2 separate regions of the Cyprinus carpio genome follow, and region 2 is linked to region 1. Evidence: chromatin contacts called from public Hi-C data. All regions are on one chromosome and are shown on one strand. The core of a region is the stretch at or near the end of the contact, and the rest is flanking DNA. Distances in the headings are between cores, read along the strand shown. Region 1 holds the start of LOC109092050 (bromodomain testis-specific protein-like). Region 2 has its middle 12 kb from the start of LOC109101121.

The links. A called contact is a pair of places that touch in the nucleus more often than the background predicts.
Region 2: a contact with region 1 is called in a Hi-C map of skeletal muscle, with 4 times the contacts expected there. The contact joins the enhancer-like site here to the promoter of LOC109092050 in region 1. A contact is called at or near these places in 5 of 8 Hi-C or Micro-C datasets (liver and skeletal muscle).

What each region holds. Positions count from the first base shown.
Region 1 is chrB6:13,853,800-13,859,650 of ASM1834038v1, reverse strand. LOC109092050 (bromodomain testis-specific protein-like) reads left to right here and starts at 2,911. Exons shown (of 21, transcript XM_042725792.1): 1 at 2,911-3,058; 2 at 5,441-5,737; 3 at 5,849-5,851. The coding sequence starts at 5,540.
Region 2 is chrB6:14,005,179-14,011,029 of ASM1834038v1, reverse strand. No RefSeq gene overlaps it. Among protein-coding and RNA genes, the nearest start is that of LOC109101121, 12 kb to the left of the region's middle. Within about 2 kb of position 2,664, at least 2 of the 8 cell types and tissues checked have an H3K27ac peak or open chromatin away from gene starts, as enhancers often do. A contact at or near this core is called in liver and skeletal muscle, where this site is marked.

The sequences.
Region 1 (5,851 bases), core at 1,662-4,161:
TCATTTCTATAGATATAGTAGTAAATCAGATCTTCTGTAGTGTGTGTCTTATCTGTTAAATGTTTTAGCGATAGCAGTATCAGTCTGTCATTGCCAACTGATTTGATTCAAGGCAAAGAGCATGCTGACCTGATTTTAGACTGGCCTTTCCTTAGACACTAACATCTTTTTTGGACCAAAAACTGGCTTCTGGGCCTTAAATATTTACTAACAAGAACTTGATTGTGGGATTAACTAATTAATAATCCACTGGCAATCAATTATTAACTTATTGCAATTGCAATGTTTCAACCCAAGCAAGGTCTTGTTGTTGTTTTTTCTTTTTTAAGCTATTATAATTTATATTTTTACTTACTTTACTGTATATTCTATATTTTTTACATACTTTGTATTGCCCGTGTAAGTTATATTTGTTCCCATTCTACCTTTCATTCTCGAGAGCAGTAAACAAACTAAGAATTTCATTGTACTAGTACATATGACAATAAAGTTCTTGAATCTTGTTTGCACTGCTGCATTATTTGGGTCTTATTATATTAAAGTTACATGAGAGCAGATAAAACAGTGTGCTGTTTTTTATTTCTTTCATTTCGATTCTTTTTGACTGAGCACCTGTTCTAGTTACATTGGGATATGTGCACACTACTTTGAATACTTTCAATAATTAACTGCCATAAAAGAAGTGGACATCAATGTGGTCCAAAATACATACGCAAGCATTGGTTCTGATGTTTTCCATTTGCAATTGCATTTGGTCAGATATGCTTAGTTTAGTTTAAAACATAAGCAAAGGAAAACTGCAACATCCTTTGTATGGTTGTTTGTGAGTTAAACTCAGGCACAGATGCATGTTTGTGTCTGTTTGTTTTTGCAGGATATATTTGTTTACTTTTGATTTGCATTTTCATTTTTTTTTTTTATTCTGCCTCTGCCTCCTCTCCTGGCTTGTTTTCCCGAACAAACAGACTTATGTTGTCTGACTGAAATGTTCCACTCCGTTCAAAAGGAAATGGAAATGCTTTACCACTGCTTATAGTGTAAATGTCAGAGTCGTGATTTGCCACTAATGAGACAGCACCCTTGCAAGATAGAAAACTTTGTTTTGGAGCTTCTTGCTGTCTTGAAAACATTGATATGCTGCTTTTGAGTGTCAATGAAGATGTACTCAGAGGCTTCATGTCATTTTTCACTTCTCATGCATATGTATGCCTCAGAACCAGGTCTACTCAAAGCATCTGCACAGATGGGGAGGAAGATGCAACGTCCTGAACGTGAATCTTTGCTCTAATTCTTTGATTTCCTTTGTTTTGCATGCATTTATCATCTTTGTCAAACCCTTTGAATTAAATAGTTTTTCTTAAAAAATTAAGGACATTTGTAAAATTATAGAGAAAACCATCTGTAAAACAATAGACAATTTGGTAACACTTGACAAAAAGGTCCTATACGTTAACATTAGTTAACCACATTAGTTAACATAAACTAACAATGAAAAATATTTCCAAAGCATTTGTTAATCTTAGTAAATAATTTCAACATTTACTAATAGATTATTAAAATAAAATTTTGTATTTATTGAAATAATTTAATAAAAAATGTATAAAAAATATTATTATTATTATATTTATTAACCTTTTTATCAATTAAATACTGCATCAAATGTTGCTCATTGTTAATGGTAGTTAATGCATTCATTAATATTAACTAATGTGACATTGTAAAATGTTAACAATAATTTTTTTTTTTTTTTTATTGCAATATATCCAGTGCTTAGTAGTGCTTAGTAATATACTCTGATGATACTGCATTTAATAATAAAAGGACTTACCATATCTTCTACATACATAACAGCTGCATGAATACATATATCTCTTCTCCCATCATGGCCATATCTCTCTCTATCCATAGATGTGATAATGTTTTCCTGAACAACACTTTTTCATATGAGAAGTGACCCTGTGGAATGTCGGGTTCTGAACTCTTGACCTTGGGGTCACATTGCACGATGAACCCTTTCATCTGATGTATGAGCAAATACAGGGGATGTTTATGTACGGCTACTTAGTTGCCTTAAAGACAAAAATGAGAATAAAAAACAAACATGACATCATTAATCAACATGTATGACATAAGTTATGTCATATTGCTCTCTCTATTTATAAAAGCAAAGTTAAGCAGAGGACACTGCTAATCCATTCCTTTTAGTAAATGTGCATTTGGGCAGTGTAAGCCTATTTAAAAATAAAGGTGATTATTTTGTAAGATTTGTATAGCAGCAGTGTAAGGTAGAAAACAATCGTAAAAGCATTTTCCATTCAAAATAGGGCTTATGGTGCCCTCTTGTGGAAAGTTTGTTTCAAATGTTGTTTGCTGAACAAGTGAAGCGGAATAAAGAGATAGATAGACCAAATGGAAATTGTCATCACCTTTATGTTCGAAATCCGTATTCATTTTATTTCTTTCCTAGACTATAAAAGGCATTGTTAGTTAGAGTGACTCAGTCACCATTTCCTTTCGTTGTACGGATAAAACATTAATGAAAGTGAATGGTGACTGAGGCTATCATACTGCCTAAAATCCCCTTTTGTGTTTCACAGAAGACAAAAGGGAAACAGGATATGATAACAAAATATTCATTTTGGAGAAAACTTATATTTTATATAGTTTTACAATAAAAATTTTCCAAACGCGGATTTTCAGTCATAGAAAGTATAATGCACAGAGATTTTCTTGCTCCATTTTTTTGATTAAAAAACATGTTTATTTATTTTGTTATATTTTCCATAGACATTTCTCCTTTCTATGTATTCGTCTTGGGTTGTGTTTAACTGATGAAGCTTGCTTGAAGAGGTTTAATGCAGGTTGTACGGCGTCAACTGAGAAGCCAATCGCTGTTAAGAAAGTGCGCATGCGCAGTTTGCGGTCGCCTCCCTTCAGCTTTGCTCAGCGGTCTCATCATATCATAGTTCTCTTTGTGAGATTTTTCAAGCTGCAGGGATGACCGATGTCCAACACTCGCCAGAAGCTGACAACCAAAGCCACGGAAAAGAGCCACAATGTAATCATTTAACAGACACTAAAGAGGGGAATCGAGCTATAGCGATCGACAGAATGTTCTAGAATGGTCATGTGACGTAGACCAGCTATGTCGCACTTTTAAAAAAATACTCTGACGTGCGTGTCTGTTTCTTTTCGGAGTCCGTTCGCTATAGTAAACATAAACAGGTTTAATTGTAAAACAGCGCTTCTGAGTTGTTCAGGGTATAAAATAGAGGGAGGTTTCGATGCAATACGGTTTAAAGGAATATTTTCTCGTTTTTAAAGCAGCGAGGGGGGGAAGAAGGGAGCACGTGAGGGGTCTTGTCCAATGGGATTAGGCGCTTTCAGCAGGAGGGTATAAATACCAGGCGGTTGCCGTGAGAGACGTCCGCCATTGATGACTAACCTTTCAAAGAAACAGTGTTATTTCAAACGTATTCATGTATATGATGTTAATTTGTTCTTTTGGCGTTGAAAACCAAGCTCAAAATCTTTAAGTCGTTTTCAAAGAGGGTTTTTCGGGCGCAAAGCATCAACAAGATCCTTCGGTTGGTGAAGTTTTCCAGCAGAGCTCATCCTGCACTGCATCGTCTGTCTCAGTTCGGCAGTTTAAACTGTCTTTGTTGTTCCCGAGACGGAAAGGTAAAATTTTGGATCCAGGTTGAGCTAGCTTCATTTAGGTTAGGGGAGGGACTGTTAACTGAGCTCAATGTCAGCCTCTGACGGGGCGGGGTAATGTGTGGCTAGCTGTGCTAAAACTAGCCAGGCGCCATTTTGTGGCTCGAGGCTTGCTAACTCGATTATTCATGGGATTCATGTAAAATATACCCTAATTATCTGTAGTGTTTTATGCTTGTATAAGTTAACGTTTATCCCCAAAACTGGTTATTTAAGCAACGGCGACACTTCTGTGGCAGTAATGTTGAGCCGGAAGTTAGTAGTGTTGCGTCATACATAAGAGGTCGTCGTGTTTATATGACGCATGGCCCTGGATTGTGTAAAGGAACAAAATATATATTGCCTATAAACGCAACGTATGGTATATATTACACTCCTTAAGTATATTGAGCTTTTTGTAGTTCAATATTTTTAATTTTTCGTCTGTTTTGTTGACCTACAAAGCTGCTTCTTTTTCAGAGTAAAGTTAGATGAATGTGCAGTCTGCAGTTTAACAAATTGGCACGTGTTTGTCCACAACACACGAGAATAAACTGTCACAACGTCGCTACGTTTGTATATACAGATTCAGAACTTGTTAAACTTGTAGGTGTGAAAAATAAACAGAATCTTCATCTCTGAAGTGGACTTTATCGATGATGGACAACATTCGCTTCTCCCCTCCAAAAACAAAAAGATCCCCTTCCCAATCATAAGCAAACCAGTGTGAAACTAAGTGTTTTATATAACTTACAAAAAAAAAAAACATAATTTTTTTTTTTCGAATTGTTTTTCTTGTGTAAATAAATTTTGTAAGTTCATAGGCTTCTTGTACAGTGATTTCTTTTACATTTATTTAAATAAAGTGCACATAATGATCAATATAGTTTGTAGATGTTTTTGTGTATGAGAAAAATACTACTTTACTTTACTGAGCAGGACGATGACCTTTTAGTTTGTGGTAAGTGATGGAGGATAACCTCTGTAGCTGAGCTAAATAAAGCGTGAGAGCTTCAGAGACGATTTAAAGGAGTTTTCACTGTCCAGATTCTGAAAGTAAGAGTTATTGAGAGCTGTTATTGATCTAATGAGTAACTTTTCATCTAGAAACAGCAGTTTAAATTGGTAAGTGTTGCGCATATAAATTAAGGATATAAAGTTTTGCCTTGAAACAAATGGTAGAAACAAAGTAATATCAGTTTCTGCTTTTTGTGTTTAAGTTCATTTTACATTAGTCTGAAAAATGTCACATCGGCAGTTTTCATCTAAACAGCAATGGTCTATTTGTAATGTGCTGGACAAGTTCTCAGTATATTTTAATATCAATTTGTTTTTGGAAGGAAAGAAAGGTCAGGATATTAAGACTTTTTAGCTGGCAAGTTTCCTTCCACATGTTATTTAGTTTTTATTTTAAAGTTATTTTGAGTGAGGTATTTCAGATACTGTATTTTCAACTAATAACGATGCCTTTTGTCTTGAGTGGAGCTGAAAAGCGTTGTAGTATTCATTTAATAGGCAATAGAGGGCACTGCATACTGCATGAAACCTGCAGTAGTCCCGAGGGCTACAGTGCAGTGTCATTAACTAGGACTTTATACAGCATGTGTGTATTACTGAAGCTATTACACTTGTCATAAAAGGACTGTGTTTGCTCTAATCTGCTGCTTTTTCTGAGTTCCCTAAAAATAATTAACAGCAGTGCAGAATGGTATGAGAATGTTGACACTGCTCTCCCTGTTTACAGTGGCTCAGGCAGTGGAAGTGTAATGCTCACTGAGCTGCCTAGGTTTAGTTGCAAAAGCCTTTTCCATACTGGTCACCACTTCCTGGAACAGCTCAGACAATGTCTGATGTGAAACCCTCACAGAACCTCACCATGAATGGGAATCCCCCACCCCCCGAGTTCAAGAACTCTAAAATGCCTGGGCGCCTAACCAATCAGTTGCAGTATCTAGAAAAAGTGGTGATAAAGTCCCTGTGGAGACATCAATTCTCCTGGCCTTTCAGACAGCCTGTGGATGCGGTCCGACTCAATTTGCCAGTAAGTCTCAGCGTGCTCTGTCATTTAAAGGCTATTTTACTGATTACACAGATTTTAGGTGCAAAACTTTATAAATCTTTATGCTTGCTTCAATATTTCCACTTAATTTAGGAT
Region 2 (5,851 bases), core at 1,415-3,914, 150 kb before region 1:
CAGTAAACAAAAGACTAACACTAAATTGATATTCTTTTAAATACATATATGGTTCCTACCAGTCTTTTCCAAAGCATTGGCACCCTGTAGTTTTCAGTAAACCCACCTGGAACATGAACATATAGATAGACAGAGAATTGTTAATATTAGACATGTCACATTAGGAGGTTAAAAAGGATATGTGTGGCAACATGTAAGCCACAAATAGCAAGCGACGACATATTAGTAGTAGTAGTTAATCAAAAAAACAGTATATTATTGCAATTTAAAATAACTTTAAAAATCAAATGTATTCCTTTGATAGCAAAGCTGAATTTTCAGCAGCCGTTACTCCATTCTTCAGTGCCACATGCTCATACTAATATGCTTATTTGGTGCACAACATTTCTTATTATTATCACAGTTATGCTGCTTAATATTTTTATAGAAACCATGGTGCATTTTTTTAGGATTCTTGAATGCATAGAATTCTATATTTTTGCTACAGTAACACATATAAATTGCTGCTATCCTATTCACCAAAACACAGCTGCTTAATCATTAAGCTCAACATCTCATTTAAGCAAAAAAGCTCATTACATTCTAATACAGTGATGAGTCTGGTGGCTGTAATGAGAGGTCACGCTAGAGGTTAAATGATATGGAATGAGCAGCTAATAGTCAGAGCATAGCACTGGATAAATAGGCCTCTCTCTCTCTTGGCCTCTTCCTCTAATAGATTTATGCAGGTCTCAATGTTCTGGCTAGATCAACAGCTTACTGAAATATCTCCCCGGCCCAGCTGCAGTAGTGCTGGCTTGCTAATTCAGGCCAGTGTACTTCCATTAAAACAGTCCCCTGTGTCTTCATTTAGAACACATCGAGCTGGGAGCGCAGCAAAAACAGGGAAGATGGGACCGATTTTTATCATTCTGCACATTCTAGAAATGCGCCTCAGTGCAAATATTTGACCTTGCTGAGTGACACATAATCAATTTGTTTGAAATCGGTTCTGGAGTCTGGCTATGTAATCTGTCTTTAAAGGATTTGATTATACATTTGCGGACATACAGGTTGCAAGGTTGCATGTGCCTGAGCCCTGTTCCTGGTCTTGACCCTCCTCATTTATCTTAAGTAATTGGATTTTCCCCCCTAAATCTCTGTTAAGACTGCTGTTTACATTATATTACGGTGATTATTATCAAATACACACGGACTGAGGCAAGGCCCTGTGATGACCTCTGAATTTACTGTTAGCTTTTCAGTAGAGAAAAGCATCTTTCAGATGCAAATGAAGTGTGCATTATACAAGCTCTCTGAAATTCTTGCTTCTGATTGGTCATTTGCTAGATCCAGCAGTGAAATAATTCCAAATAATGATTCTTGTCCATGGCAACACTTCATTGCATTGGGGAATAAACTGCTCATGTCATTTGTGTTCTTGTGTTCAACATCTCTACAGTCTCTATAAGTAAAATAAAAATAAAACCCAAATCAATATTTAAGTAACTGTGAAACTAACACTGTAATTGTGGTTCACCTCTATGATAAAACTTAATACCAATAGAAAGGGTGTTCTTTTGTTTTCTTGTGTTTTCTTGGCCTCCATTTATCCAGTGTTCATGGTAACAAGGCAAACAATATCTGTATGATCACTGTATGCAGTGTAAAACAATGCTCAGATAATTAAGAATGGAAAAACAAAGATTTGCAAAGAACTAATGATCCAGACCATAAGGGTACTTACAGCACATGAAAATAAAAAATAGAAGAAAATTATGCAGTCAAACATTTGCATTAACAGTCCACAGAAACACCAACAAAGCCAACAAAGCCAAAACCTGGGTTATATTTCCGAACAAGCCAAACTTTCGTTGATATTTAATAATAGTAAACCGACCAATGGAGGTAAAGTGGGATTTATCAAAATTAGAATTTAGATGGGCCATGGTCATAGGTCACACACAGGTATGATGTTATTTCATTTTCTAAAGCTATAAAAATGCATTTACAGCTATTAAAAGTTCTGGGAGCGTGCAAGAAATTTTCATATTGGGCCTATTTTTAAGCACCATTCAAAATGATCGACTGTGGTTTACAAGAGAAAGCAATAGGCGGCGGGATGTTTGTATGCCGCGGTGCGCAAACGCGTTGCGCACAGATTCCCTCCAATCAAGGTCGCGCAGAGCGCCTTCAAGACGAGCGTCTAAACGCGTCTGCGCTCTTCAAGTGTCAAACCCGCGACACAAACTCCCCGCTGACACGGAAAAACGGATCGTCTCATCCAGTGACTGACACCGCTTTGGATCGATTCTGACACCCATCTTGTAAAAGTGTGTATAAAGTGGCTTTCACGGGGAAACGAGAAACGGCGCGAGTGCGCTCAGATGTCAGGGGAGCGTCCAACTTTTCCCCAAATGCGATACTATTCAGAGCAATAGCGTATGTGACAACGGAGGGGTGAAATGTTAGCTTGCGCGATTCGCGACTGGCACGGTGTTGACATACCTGATGCCCGTGTATAAGCTCTCGTGCCCATGCAAGGACTCAAGCCACTGTACCCTTCGCGCACTCATCTCCCAACACGGTTAAACACACATCCGTCAAGGGAAGACGTTTGTAAGCTTCAAACCTACCTTCCCAGAGAATGACACTATAACATGGGACAAGTTTGTCATGGTACTTGATTACAGTCCTTTTTTTCGTCCTCCATCCGTTACAATGTCGCCATTTTGCCTAAAATTCTGCAGGTTGAACTAAAACTCCAGCAGGGATGTTCGGTCTGTGCGTTCACAAATCACACCATAAACTAAGAGAAAAAGAAACGTTTACATCCTTTCGAAGACAAAGTGAAAAGTTAAGGTCGTGTTGTTTTTCACGGAGAAATGGTGCATTGGGTGTTTAAAAATAGGAGTGAAGTAGAGACATACTGTAAATCCCCCGCTCGCGATATGGATTATTCCACAGACAGAGGGTGAATTCTTCTTAGGTGAAGTTACTGCTGGTGTTGAAAAAAACACAGGAAAGATGGTGGGAAGGTGGACTTGCACACCTAGCGATGTGGTGAATAATGGAATGCTTTTTATTTTGTCATATTATAAACATTTCTTGCTGGAAATTGTAATTGCAGTTATAAGCTGTTTGATAACACCAGACACACAACTGTATTGTTTACAAGCATACAATACTGAATTAACAACACAATTTTTTATGCTAAGGAAAGGAAACACACACACACACACCCGGACACACCACTTGAAGTTGGGGGTTTGGTGCCTTGCTGGAGGGTCTCACCTAAGTCGTGGCATTGAGGGTGAAGAGAGCACTGGTTATTCACTCCCCCCACAGACAACATATATTTTAATTACAATATACAATTATTAGCACAGTTACATAGTAAGCATTCGACAAAATTTACACTTTTTTGTTGTCATCAGAAGGGCTATAAATGTCTAACATTTTTGTTTTAGACCTAAAGGAGCGTCTGCCTTTATTGTTTGAAAGAATATATATATATATATATATATATATATATATATATATGTGTGTGTGTGTGTGTGTGTGTGTGTGTGTGTGTGTGTGTGTGTTAAATATTTTATGTGTGTGTGTGTTTGTGTTAAGAAACAATTTCTAGTAAAATGTTATGTAATTTAAAGTTTGTGCATCAAAATTATCTTTTGTAATTTTAATTGCTGTTAATAGTTTTTCAATGTAAAACAAAATTCTCTATATATGAACATGCTATTATAGGTCAGGCTTATATTTCTGCTTCCTTCCTTTCATTCACAGCATCTCACAGTCCTGTACAGCTTAACATGGTTGAAATCGCTTCACATTAATGAGCAGATGACATCTCATAGCATCAGATGTGTTTGACAACTGAGCGGTGGGTTCAGAGAGATGTGTGATAAAACAGTGAAATCAAATGAATATTTTATAAAATAAAATCTACATGTGAAACTAAAACCAACACTTACAGTTTAAAATCATATGCTGGAGCACCTTATTTTCTTGCAAAGACCATTAAACCCAGGCAAGTTAATTAATCTGAAGAGTGTATTTTACATTTCTGACGAAATATCAGAATTAACTTTAGGCCTCTGTTTTCAGAGCATGAAGAAATTCTTTTAATGGCCTGCCAAGCGTACACTGAAAAGTTTGATTTTGGTCTGCTGGAACAAGAGCAGAGAATAATTTATTATGCTGTTTGTGTCTCATGTTAGTAGTTATTCCCTACCTTGGGGTACAATGGGCCATTTTTATCCATTTTCACTGGCTCACATTTCTTCTTGATCCCGTACGCTGCCGACTAAGCTTGAGCCTGGAGCAATGGTTTCGAAACATCACAGGAAACTACATTATTATACTGCTGCCTGTTAACAGGCAGAAAAGAGACGGTGTACCCGTTTTAAATCTCGGATCTGGGGGCAGAAGAATGAATACAAAGGATTAGAGAGTTCATCATTTTACCAGAGGTGGTTTGTCTTTAAAGCAGGGCAGAGCAGACAGCACACTGTGTTTCATTTGTCCTGTTCCACAGGCAGATTTGTGACCTAAACATATTAATGAAAGACATTCTTTCACTCGCTTCGCCTGTCAACTCAAGGTCACTTGTCTGTGCTCACCTGTCCTTAAGGAAGAAGTTCAGTGTTTTTAGGAACACACTGTTTAACTATGTCTCATAATTGTTTAATTATGTCTGATCATATATATATATATATATATATATATATATACACACACACACACAGCGGGTAAAATAAGTATTGAACACGTCACCATTTTTCTCAGTAAATATATTTCTAAAGGTGCTGTTGACCTGAAATTTTCACCAGATGTCGATAACAACCCAAGTAATCCATACATGCAAAGAAAACAATACACATAAGTATTATTTACTAAAATTATTAAATACCTTTCCCCTGGGTCATTCCATTTTATTACACAGAACTTAATTTCTGACTTTATTTGTTTTGCTTTTATTTTTTACGTTGTTACCGACATCTGGTGAAAATTTCGAGTCAACAGCCCCTTTAGAAATATATTTATTGAGAAAAATTGGCATGTGTTCAATACTTATTTTACCCGCTGCGTGTGTGTGTGTGTGTCTGTGTGTATATATATATACAAATATATATATATAATGGAATGGAAAGTATGGAAACATAGAAGTGAATGTAAGAGAAAAACATTTCCATTCCAGAATGAAGTCTCCTCTTTGCAGAAGATGACAAAGCCACAAGGTGGCAGAACGTCTCAGTGTGCGGACATGCAAGGTCTTGGACAACATGAATTGAAATTCTTCTAAAGTATTCTAATAAATTATACATTTATAGTCTATTGGGGCATCAGTCTTTCCAGTCTGTTCATGCAACAGTTCAGTAGATGTAACATTTTGCAATAGCTTTCATGTTTTTACGGAATGCTGTTTAAAAAAGGACAGGCAATTTCTTTGTCTTGTGTGCAGTGTATCAAACGGTATCATTTAAATTGCAGCATTTATTATTTATAATCATTTCATTTTATGATAATAGAAACATGATCTTCCCTCACAAATAGCCAAGAAGAATAATGATCTTGTTTGCTTTCTCTTCCTTCTCTTTTTAGCCAGTCTGTGTGTTGTTTTCAGTGTCATTATATGTAAATGTATTGAATTCATCTCCACTTACCTTCCTGGAGTTTGTTGTTGTGGGAAGTGTTGACAGCATTTTTGTTATAGGTTTATTTGATTCTTTTAGTTTTCACTCATAATCATTCACTTTCCCACTCTGTATTGTCTCTCTTCCTAGTTTGAAAGTGTTCTCTGAGTTTCGAAACTCTGAAAACTTTCCCTGCCAGAGGCTTCGTCTACCTCTTTTAACTGAGTATTGCA